2 separate regions of the Mus musculus genome follow, and region 1 is linked to region 2. A link is a contact called in public HiChIP or PLAC-seq data. All regions are on one chromosome and are shown on one strand. The core of a region is the stretch at or near the end of the contact, and the rest is flanking DNA. Distances in the headings are between cores, read along the strand shown. Region 1 overlaps Tsc22d3 (TSC22 domain family, member 3). Region 2 has its middle 37 kb from the start of Prps1.

Evidence for each region. HiChIP or PLAC-seq counts read pairs in DNA pulled down with a chosen protein or histone mark.
Region 1: a contact with region 2 is called in an H3K27ac HiChIP or PLAC-seq map of hepatocytes, with 4 times the contacts expected there. The contact joins two enhancer-like sites. A contact is called at or near these places in 1 of 15 datasets of contacts at CTCF or cohesin (large pre-B cells), 23 of 484 Hi-C or Micro-C datasets (the AML12 cell line, B cells, the Ba/F3 cell line and 15 more), 6 of 115 datasets of contacts at active chromatin or transcription factors (the HPC-7 cell line, bone marrow-derived dendritic cells, embryonic stem cells and 3 more) and 4 of 9 other capture datasets (adipose tissue, embryonic stem cells, liver and 1 more).

What each region holds. Positions count from the first base shown.
Region 1 is chrX:140,562,728-140,568,185 of GRCm38.p6, forward strand. The region is part of intron 2 of Tsc22d3 (TSC22 domain family, member 3); the gene reads right to left. Among named protein-coding and RNA genes, the nearest start is that of Gm39538, 31 kb to the left of the region's middle. Within about 2 kb of position 2,719, at least 20 of the 459 cell types and tissues checked have an H3K27ac peak or open chromatin away from gene starts, as enhancers often do. A contact at or near this core is called in hepatocytes and liver, where this site is marked.
Region 2 is chrX:140,491,109-140,496,121 of GRCm38.p6, forward strand. No RefSeq gene overlaps it. Among named protein-coding and RNA genes, the nearest start is that of Prps1, 37 kb to the left of the region's middle. Within about 2 kb of position 1,458, at least 19 of the 459 cell types and tissues checked have an H3K27ac peak or open chromatin away from gene starts, as enhancers often do. A contact at or near this core is called in hepatocytes and liver, where this site is marked.

The DNA.
Region 1 (5,458 bases), core at 1,469-3,968, 73 kb after region 2:
GAGTTTCCACTCAAGGCCACTCCCACTCCACCATGACACTTCTCTTCCCCAGTTTTCTCTTTTCAGTACTGTCCTAGAATTTTTCAATCAGAATCACTTTCTACTTTAAACTTTTTCCATTCCTGATGCTGTGTTTTCTTTTCACAAGCCTATAGGATTTTAGAGTTGAAAGAAATCTCTTTACCTATTCATTAACAGGTTAAAAAAACAGACAAGGAAGAGAAACTGACTATCTAAACTCAGGTTAATTCTGTGGCATAGTAGGGACAAGTACAAGTTACTAATTGAAGCTCTATGCTCTTTCAGACATCTTTCTGCTGCCTCAACATCATTTTTCTGCTCCTTTATTCTTGAAAAATCTCTTTTCACTGACAGAGTTTAGAACATGTGGGCCTAGGATCACATGGCATCTCTGGGGAAACAGGAAGGAGTGGGGAATGCCTGGAAACACATACAAACTATATCCCACCACAGGAGGCACAGTATTGCCTTGTAGAGAGTAGTGACTATCAACTGTGCAGAAATAAATTCACATCCTTTGTGATTTTCAGCTTATGGCCTAGACAGTGGTGTCAAGAACTCAAGCTGGCTGCAAAATGAGATCAGTTCACTGTCCTCACAATGGAAAATTCTTGTAAAATCAATAGCACTTATAACGTCAAAAGACCAGGAGACCTTTCTTTGTTTTTCCCCTCCTTCTGGGTCACTCTTTTTTTTTTTAAGATTTATTTATTTATTATATGTAAGTACATTGTAGCTGTCTTCAGACACTCCAGAAGAGGGAGTCAGATCTCGTTACGGATGGTTGTGAGCCACCATGTGGTTGCTGGGATTTGAACTCCTGACCTTCGAAAGAGCAGTCGGGTGCTCTTATCCACTGAGCCATCTCACCAGCCCTCTGGGTCACTCTTACCCATCACTTTGTGGAGGTACAGACAGCATTTAAATCTGTTGTAAGAAGCTTCAAATACCAAAACACAGCTCTAAATTCCTGTAACAATGAAGACCAGGACTATGTTGTTTATTATCAGTAATTGGTGAGGACCCTGACCTAAACCTTTCTGATTCCCCCAGGAACTGTTTCCCAACTCCAAGGTACTTCCTGACAACTGGCATCTACTTGGAAATAATAATGAGTTGCCCAAAGCACCAGACAAGATGCTAAAATCTCAGCTTTGACATAGCTTTGTCATACTGGAACTTCAATTCCCTAAGAGATCCCAAAAGCCAATCAGACACTACCATAGTGGCCTTCCTATGATTCAAAGTGTCACAGGCTCTCAGACTGCAGTGAGTCCTTTGCCCAGACATCCTCCCCACCACACCATAGTTATACCCACTTTCTCTATATATACATAGAAGGTGGGTCACTCCATACTATTTTCTGGCAGGGTTTTTTTTTTTCATGTCCTCACCCCCCCTGAACTGGTTCTGCCATGGAAAGAAGTCTGTCTTCCTGGAATGTGTAGTAGTAGATACAACCTTTCTATACAAGAGTATTACAAATTTATTCTAGACTGCATTCACTTGACAATACATGTTGAATATCTACTGAGTGTCAGCAGATACTGGTATAATTCTATCAACTGTATTTTGTGCAGTTTAATACTAGAGCACCCCATGAGCTCATTTCCATGGAATACCCACAGGACTTGATAAATAGCAGATCTCCTGCTTGAAAGGAAACTCAAAGAGATGAGATGTCAAATAGGTCCTGGGACTGAATATGTGCCATGCTGTGGGTACCTGAGTTTTGGGACAGAGGTACCTGAAATGAGGTAGGAGATGTTCCTTGTATATAAACTCCCAGAACCAGGTACAAGTTTACTGTCCCAGAGAAGATGTCCTGTGTGGTTGTGAGGTGCAGAAGTTAAGACAGTATCAACGAGTTGCATGGATAAGGAACAACTGTACTCTCTGCCATTCTGACAGCACAGATCTCTGCCTGTTGACTTCCAAAGAAAATTAAAGAATTTACCCATCTTTTCTGATATGTCTTCTGGACCTTCAAGCTTGGTTGTGTTAACTGTCAAAATGCATCCAGGTTACTTAATGGCAATGAGGTAGCTGGATAAAACTTCCTGATTAAACACCTAACCTCCACTTCTCAGCTGTATGAACAAGGTTTTGCAGCTCATCTCCTAGGCAAGGCTTTGGCCCTGTGCCTATTCTCCCAACCCTGCCCTCTGGGTGATCTTGCTCAAGGACACCAAGGGAGTTGGTGGCAGAGGCTGGGAGCACAGCCCAGGCTTCCTGGATCCTGGCCTAGCACTGTTGCCACCAGACCCCATTGCCGCTTTCTTTCCTCTCTTGCCCTTTATGCTCAGTCTGCACCACCCTGGAGGCACATATCCCACACTCCACAAGCTTTCACTGGGTGAGACATTTCTGTTCAACACCAGTCAGCAGCCCAGCCATATGGGGCATAGGGAGTCTGTCTGTCTGCTATCCAAAGAGCCAAGTCTGAGACAGGATGGAGAAGGACCAGCCATACAGCTGGTCTAAGATGAGCAGATCTGGATCTTTAAGGCAGTCATTTTTATCTGAGGCCCTAAGTATGGTCTCTGAGCTTGGCTTCTCAGAGCTATGGCCAGGTCCCTGTGGGTAACCTACTCCCAGCCTTGTTGCTATGACACATGGCTCTACAAGTGCTGAGTGGCATTGTTGGGGCCGGATGCAAACAGCACGCAGCAGGGTCTAGCTGTGCGCCAGTTGGCCAGCTGACATTTCAGGGTCCAAAGAGCTTGTGTGTACTGGACAAGCTGTTTATTGTGGTGTTGGCACTGCCCAGTCCTTCAGACAGCAACAAATGCTCTCAAACTAGAAAAGGAGAGGAAATAAGAAATCAGTGGTAGCCAAGGCAGACCTGAAATCTCTTCCCTCTTGCCATTTGCTCCTCACAGCTGAATGCTGGTGGTGCCAACCATTAGAAGTACTCTTTGAGGGATCTAGAGGAATCAAGTCCCTCAAACCTCCATTTGTAAAGACAAAATCAATTCCATGTAGGCCTCCTTATTTCCAGAGGTTCCCTGCTAATGGCAGGTTAAACAATCTGTAGTTGGGTTAGGAACAAGAAACTTTTGTGGTCACAAAGTTTACTATGTAGAGGAACTGGCATTCCAAGGCTGTAGGCACACACTCACATTCTCTCATAAACAGACAGTGATAGAAGTAGTACTCCTTTTGAGTCATATTCCTGGTACTTTAAGATGTACTTAAACTTGAGCACACACTGGGAAATATGTGGCAAGGAATGTGTATTATTAGCACATAGGGCAGGAAGGAAACTTGAAACAGATGAGACCCGAAATGAGGGAAGTAAGCAAGTCAGGTTAGAGATGTTATGGTGAACTTTCCAGAAAACATTTGGCCCCTAACTTAGGAGCCAGTGTAGTCTATGTCGCAAAGGAGAAATTACTTGGGACAGACATGATCGGGCAGGCACTGAACTGAGAGTTAGGCTCTACTTTATTGCTCCTTGTTCCATTCAAGATTGTAGTTGCCAGGGTTTGACAAATGCAATTACTTGAAAGGTCTTCAAAGTGTTCTAGTCAGGGTGTCTGGTTTTTCATAAAGTCAGCTCTATCACCCCATCTGTGTGGGACCAACTCCCTCCACTACCACACAAATACAGAGGAATAGTAATAAAAATCATCAGCTAGTGATCATTGAGTATCTGCTTTGTACTGAATAATGTCCAAAGCACTTTATGTATAATACATATGTAATCACAATTAGACCTCCCAAAGTCTTATGGTTAATATTATCTGTACCATTTCAATTCACACAGAGAGAAGCTGATGCTCAGAGAGTGAATAACTAAAAGTTGTATCAGGTTTAGGAAGTGACTGACTAAGGATTCAGGTCTGGTTCCAAACAAAGTGTATGCTCATTATGCTTCAGAGCCACTTGTGATTAAGAGGAAGAGTGCTCTCCTTTGTAGAAGCTTCAGGGAAGGTGAAAGGGAAGACTGGGAAGGAAGATTCGAGATCTTGGCCAGGGTAGAACCATAATGTTAAGTGGGACAGGGATGATGGGCAGAACAATACCTCTGAGATGCCAGCTCCAAGACCATTCACATTTTTTGCTCATTAGTACTCAGTGAAATTTGGCTGAAGGACAAAGAAGTCCAACGTGGTGACTTTGAACAATAAATACATACCAAGTTTACTGATTCCCACTGATTTAAATCCTTAAAGTGAGTATCTCTGGTGTTTAGGTCATTGATTACTTAAGCAGTCAGTATATGCCCACCACTTGGTGATAGAGAGATGAACAGGATTCCTGCTCTTGGGGCATGTGCAGGTTTTTCTCAAGTCATTTTTAGGGTCAACTAAGGCAAGAGGTACAGGTTGTATGAGCAGAGAATAGTATGAATCCTCTATGGCTTCCTTTAGAGTTGTGGCAATGCCTTCAGCACTCAGAGATCAGTAATGTCTTTGAATTTAGCAGCCCCAGAGGATTTCATTATCATGAGGTTGTTTCCACATATACATCTCAATGTATATCTTTTGGTCCTGGCCATTTCAGCTGCCAAACAAGAAATCTCAAGTGGATGTAGACCCAAAAAAGAAGTGAGGTCTCAGGAGGTCTGCCTTGATCCTTCTTTTCTTAAGTGTCTGGCAGTAGTCCTGCCACCCTCAGAACACCTTTCCTCTAAGCTTTCCCTCTGCCCAGCGTTGTTGTTTCTTCTCTCATTGGGAAGCCTAAAGCTCAGAGAAGTGAATCCAAGTAACTAACTAATTAATGAATATGGATGGTAATGTTGCTGAGGTTGCTGGAAAATATCCTATTGCTGCCAGCACACACAATCTCCCTAGGCACCTACCACCCACTGTGGGTTGACAGGGAGGCTAAGGAGGAACTACTGGATTGTGTCTCCTCAGGACTCCAGGTGTAGCAAAGAGCTCCCATAGTGCACACCTGTTGCTCTATTCCTAGAAACCAGCTTCTGGGCAATACATTCCCTCTCAAGACAGCCTCTTCTAGACTAGCTGGGGTTGTGAGCTGCTTAGTTACTTATAGCATGAAGATTTCTCTGTTCCAAGGATATCTGTATATGGCATTTACCAATGCAAAGTGCAAGGCTGCAGGAGATGGATAGATGAAGATAGGAGAAGAGTGAAAAGAAGGAGACCAAGAGGCACACACAGCTGGCAGAAGACCATCTCCAGCTGTTGGGCAGGCTGTTTCCTTTGATAAAGCACTTGGCAGTACTCCCAGTTCTGTAGTTTCTGGCCTGCGAAAGCACACCCAGAGCATGAGCCTGCCTGTGGGAGGACTTCAGCCTTTCTTTGTTTTCTTTTCTTTCTTCCTGACTTTTTTTTGTAAGTATTAGAAAATGTCCCTATTATCCTAAGGAACTTGTTCCTTTCTAACAACTGTCCAAAGTGAAGCTCTACTTGTGGTTGATGTGGCCTAGGTCACTGACATCTTCACAGAAAATTAGTGTGATGGA
Region 2 (5,013 bases), core at 208-2,707:
TCAAGATCGGAAACCCAAGGTGGGAAAAGAGGACCTTTCAAAGGTTGTAAGGGTTAAATGCAACTAAGGTGAAGCACCTAGTATGGAAGCAGGCTAGAGTCCATGGAGGATTTTGTCATTCCATACTGTTTACTATGACTGCTGTAAATGATAAAACATTGTGTGGAGGACCTGATAAGAGTCCTCTTCCCAAGTAAGTGTTAGTTCCCTTCCGTCCTCTCCACTCAGGAACAATGGGGAATCGACATCAATGGTAACTGTGTTCCAGAGGTTGGCAGAAGATGGGCGGAAACTTGTATGGAAGAATGAGTGTATCTTGGCGTCCTTATCAGGTCCTCTGAGCTTTGATAGGGTCAGCTACCCTTGCCTTCCTCCAGCTCCTATTCAGGCTTTAGTGGATCAGAATAGGCTCCTGATAGGAAAAGCATGTCCTTCCGAATAGATTGGGGCCTGCATTGCTCTTGAAATTGAACATTCAACTTTCATCTTGGTTTGCTGAAAAGAAATGTCCCAGAAAGGTTCAGGCAAGCAGGGCTACATGTCTTCCTAGCTTTCGTTCTCTGAGTGGTCTCCTCTTTTTGGCCAACAGTATTGATTACTGTACCCAGCCATGTTTCACTGAGACCGCCAAGGTGGTCTTCAGATCCTAATTTGGATATTAAGGGGAGAGCTTGTCACTTAATGTCTAAAATGCAGTTTGAAATAATGTTTATTTTCAAACTGTGTCACTACAAACATCTGTGAGAAGAAGAAAAGAGTGTTGTGAAATTAAGTAGCATCAGGGCTCTAGAAATCTCCTGGCTTTGGGAATCAGCTACTCTAATAATTGGACATAATTCATGAACTTGTTCTACTACGGAAGAAAGTGCTCCCTCTTCGGGATTTATGGCAGTGCCCTACTCTCTGCAGACAGCAGAGGGCCTCATTAGCACAAACTCAATGTCACTGGCAAATACATGAAAAGGGAAGTTAGCCAAGGTTCTGAAAGCTCAGTAAAACTTTAACAGAACTTGGGCAAGAAAATTGACTGGTCAGCTCAATTCCGTTTAGGAAAAAAAAAAAAAAAAAAAAGGAGGGACAATGGGCTGTACAGAACGTTCTTATTGTTCCCCTCTTTGTGGCTGAAAATTCTTCTAAAGTCCCCAAAATGTTCTTACCTCAGCTAGTAATAGGAATCCTGGGTAGGGTCGCTAGGTTTGGAAAATAAAGATACAGAGCTTACCGATAACTACACTGAACATTATGCATTTTTAAATGTAATGTTCTTAAAGACAGGAAGAAAACGGAAGACTAACTAGGGACTATGTGGGCACCTCGGGTTCTCCTTTTGCTTCCTCTATCTTGTCTTGGGTGCTAGACAGGTTTTCAGATATGCCAACAGAAGAATGTCGAGTAGAATCCAGCTTCTCCAGGCAGAGGATCAGGAAAGAGGCGCCCTGGCAAAATAGAACACTTGCAACACAACTGCTTCACTGCAGCCAAGCAGAACAGAGAAAAATGGCCCCAACTTATCCAGGCCAGCATGGATGGAATGACAAACCAAGATTTCCACTCTGGTCAGGAAACGAGGATCTGTTCTTCCACCCGCACCATGTTTTAGACAAAGGCCTTGTATGGAGGTAGCTTTTAAGTAGCAAGGCCAGGTAACACCCATACCAACATTATCTTTGCTGTTTGTTTGGTTGTTTATTTTCTGAAATGCATTTAACACTGGACCTCCTGGTTTTGCTGGGTTCTCCTAATTTTGAGTAAATTCTGATCCCGAGCCTGAACTCTAGTGATCTGTCACCACTCCAAGCCCCGGTGAAGAAATGGAAAGAAGTTTCTCTGGAGGTAACACCAAGTAGGGAGTCCCTGGGTGCCTCCACCTTCATGGCTGCTTTTTCAAATGCTGTGCAGATGTGTGTTTTGCTCCCTCTTGCTCATCTACCCTAAAAATCAATGATGGGAAGAACAGCAACAAAAAAAGCAGCTCAACTTCTGTGTCTTCTCCAAGGAAGATTGCTGTGGTAAATGTCCCTAGCAGGGTTACTATGTGGAGCAAATGAGATAAAGCAGCAGTTATTAAAAGCCCCTTCATGCCCAGTGTTGCGCAATAAAGATTGTTTTTCTTCCTTCTTATTGTAGCCCCAGACTATCCTGGAACATTTTTTTTCAATTGAAAATTTATATGCTGTATTCTGATCACAATTTCCTCTCTCTCATCTCTGTCAAGATCTTCTTTCAGAACGTTTGATCAGCCTACCTTATCCTTCTGAGTGTGGGGTCTCAGATAATCACAGATTCAAGCCACACCACTGGGACACTGAGTCCTCTCTCTCCTTCCCTTCCCCCTCTCTCTCCCTCCCTCCCTCCCTCTACTCTCTCTCTCCCTCTCCCTCTCTCCTGTCTCCTTCCCCCCCACACACACACACAGTTCAGACTGGTTTTGAATTCACATTCATCCTGCTTTGGAGTCCTAAGCATTGAAAACAGAGGCGTGCATGACAGCCCATCTCACTTCCTTTTCTTGTTTGAACATCAAAGCTAATATTTGAACATCTTCACCCTGCCTGCAGCCCAGGGACAAAATGCCTCTGACCCTCTGACCCTTCAATGCCATTATTATTTTAACGATTAATCAATGCTCTTGTTGACAAAAAGATAAACCATGCTTACTGAAATCCAGGCAGTATGAGCTGGTATAGGGTGAAAAGGAAGTCTCTCTCTCCTGTCCCAGGCCTTAGTTCTCTACTTCCTCTCCGTCCAGGCAACCTCTATTGCCAATGTATTCTTCCAGAGACATCGTATGTGTGCATGTGCCTATATATAACTGTCTTTTCTCGCCCATGTGACCACTAGATTCCCTGTTCTGTACCTTCACATGCTATTTTTGGTTTCTAACGGCCTGGTTTTATTGGGATACTGACCAGCGGCTGATCCTAAGGGCTCTTATGGAAAAACAGGTCCTTTGAAACTTGTTGCTGCCGCTATTGGAAGGATGTTGTCAAGGATGTTGTTCATTGTATCCCACAGCATCCTCTCTGAGGCCCCTGGGAGGAATTCCTGTCTGATCTTAGGACTGAGAACAGTTGCCCTTCTGAGCAATTAGGTTTGTTTTTTATCTCCTGGACATTGTGAACTGCGTAACAGCAAGGTTTCCCCTTTCCTGTTGGCTGCTAGAAAGCTTAAAACCAACTTTTGGGCCCACCCTCTGCGGCAGCACGGTATGCATTTGGAGCCCGGTGCTTGACTGTGCTCTGAGTTCACCTCCTGGTTTCCGCCCTTTAACTTATGCCATATCATGTGTGTCCTTATAAGGTATCTGAAATACTTTATGAAGGGAGATGAGGTTGGGATAATAAAATGACTGCCTGCCTGTTCACTCACTGCGTCCATTATCTATGTTCCCTTCAGTTAACCCCACAATATCTTTTTGGTGGTTTCTTCACAGTCCCCTCTGAGTTGCTTAGCTATGATGTCTTCCCTCCAAATTTTATCTCAATTGTCCTTTACTCCTTCGAGGCTTTTATGGGAATATTATGTTTGTCACTGTTCCCTCCCTACCCCTGTACTCACTCCCACATTCATTGTGCGCACTTGTGCTTGCTTTCATCATTGTAGAACAGACTCTGGGGCTTCACTCTACATTAGGATCACTTTAAAATTTTGCTTAAGGATGTAGATGAGTGTTTTGCTTACATGCATGTCTATGCACCACATGTGAGCCTGGTGCCCACAGAAGTCAGAAGAGGATGTCAGATCCCCTGGAACTAGAGTTGTGAATGATATGAGCTACCATGTGATTGTTGGGAATTAAACCCGGGTCCTCTGGAAACAGCAAGTACCCATAACTGCTGAGCCATCCCTCTAGCACCTAACTGATTATGGCCATTTAACACCCACCCGAGGATGAAGGCTGCAGCCCGCAGCTAGGCCAGCAGTGGACAAGGCAGGCAGTGTGAAGCTGGGTCCAGCTTCCACAGATGCTTATGAGATGACATATTTTTTCTTAAATTCCTAACCCATATGCATTTAATACCCAGGATGGTGTGCCAGCTCTCAGAAGGCTGAAGCAGAAGGAGCACAGGTACCGGGTCAGCCCCAATTTCACAACAAGAACCTATCCAAGCTGGGCGGTGGTGGCGCACGCCTTTAATCCCAGCACTCGGGAGGCACAGGCAGGCGGATTTCTGAGTTTGAGGCCAGCCTGGTCTACAGAGTGAGTTCTAGGACAGCCAGGACTATACAGAGAAACCCTGTCTCAAAAAAAAACAAAACAAAACAAAAACAAAAAAAAACAAACAAACAAAAATTTATTTATTTATTTACTTAATGAATATGAGTACACTGTCGCTGTCTTCAGACACACCAGAAGAAGGCATCAGATCCCATTGCAGATGGTTGTGAGCCACCATGTGGTTGCTGGGAATTGAACTCAGGACCTCTGGAAGAGCAGTCGGTGCTCTTAACCGCTGAGCCATCTTTCCAGCTCTAGCCCTTGGTTTTTGATTCTGAAAAACAAAAACAACAACCACCACAACAAAACTAAGTTAGAGGATCTCTCCCTTCCCTCTTTGACAGTTTTTGAACAGATAGATGCCCCTTACCATTCTTTGGGTTTTTGAGACAGGGTCTCATAAACCCAGGCTGCTCTTGAACAATTGCATGATTCTGCTTCTTGATCATAGAAGGGAGCTTTGTGCAATGATAAATTTTCCAAACTGGTAACCTCTCCCAGATCCAAATTCAAGTTGAAGTTTAAGGGAAGCTCAGCTCGAGGTTCTGCTAGGACAGCAATTAGCTGTTTGCTTTGTCCTTCTGAGGTGCAACAGCAGATGGGATGACTCACGATGAAGCAGTTTCGCTGTTTGCCTGTGAATAGCCACCGGCTGCATTGGAGACTGACAGTGCTCAGAAGTTAGAGGAAAACAGCGACCTTTTCTCTCCATCTACATTCTACAGGATCACGCTGTGGTTGGCTTTGTGCTGCTGTAGTATCTCGGGCTGCCCTCAGACGCCCAGTAATCCTTC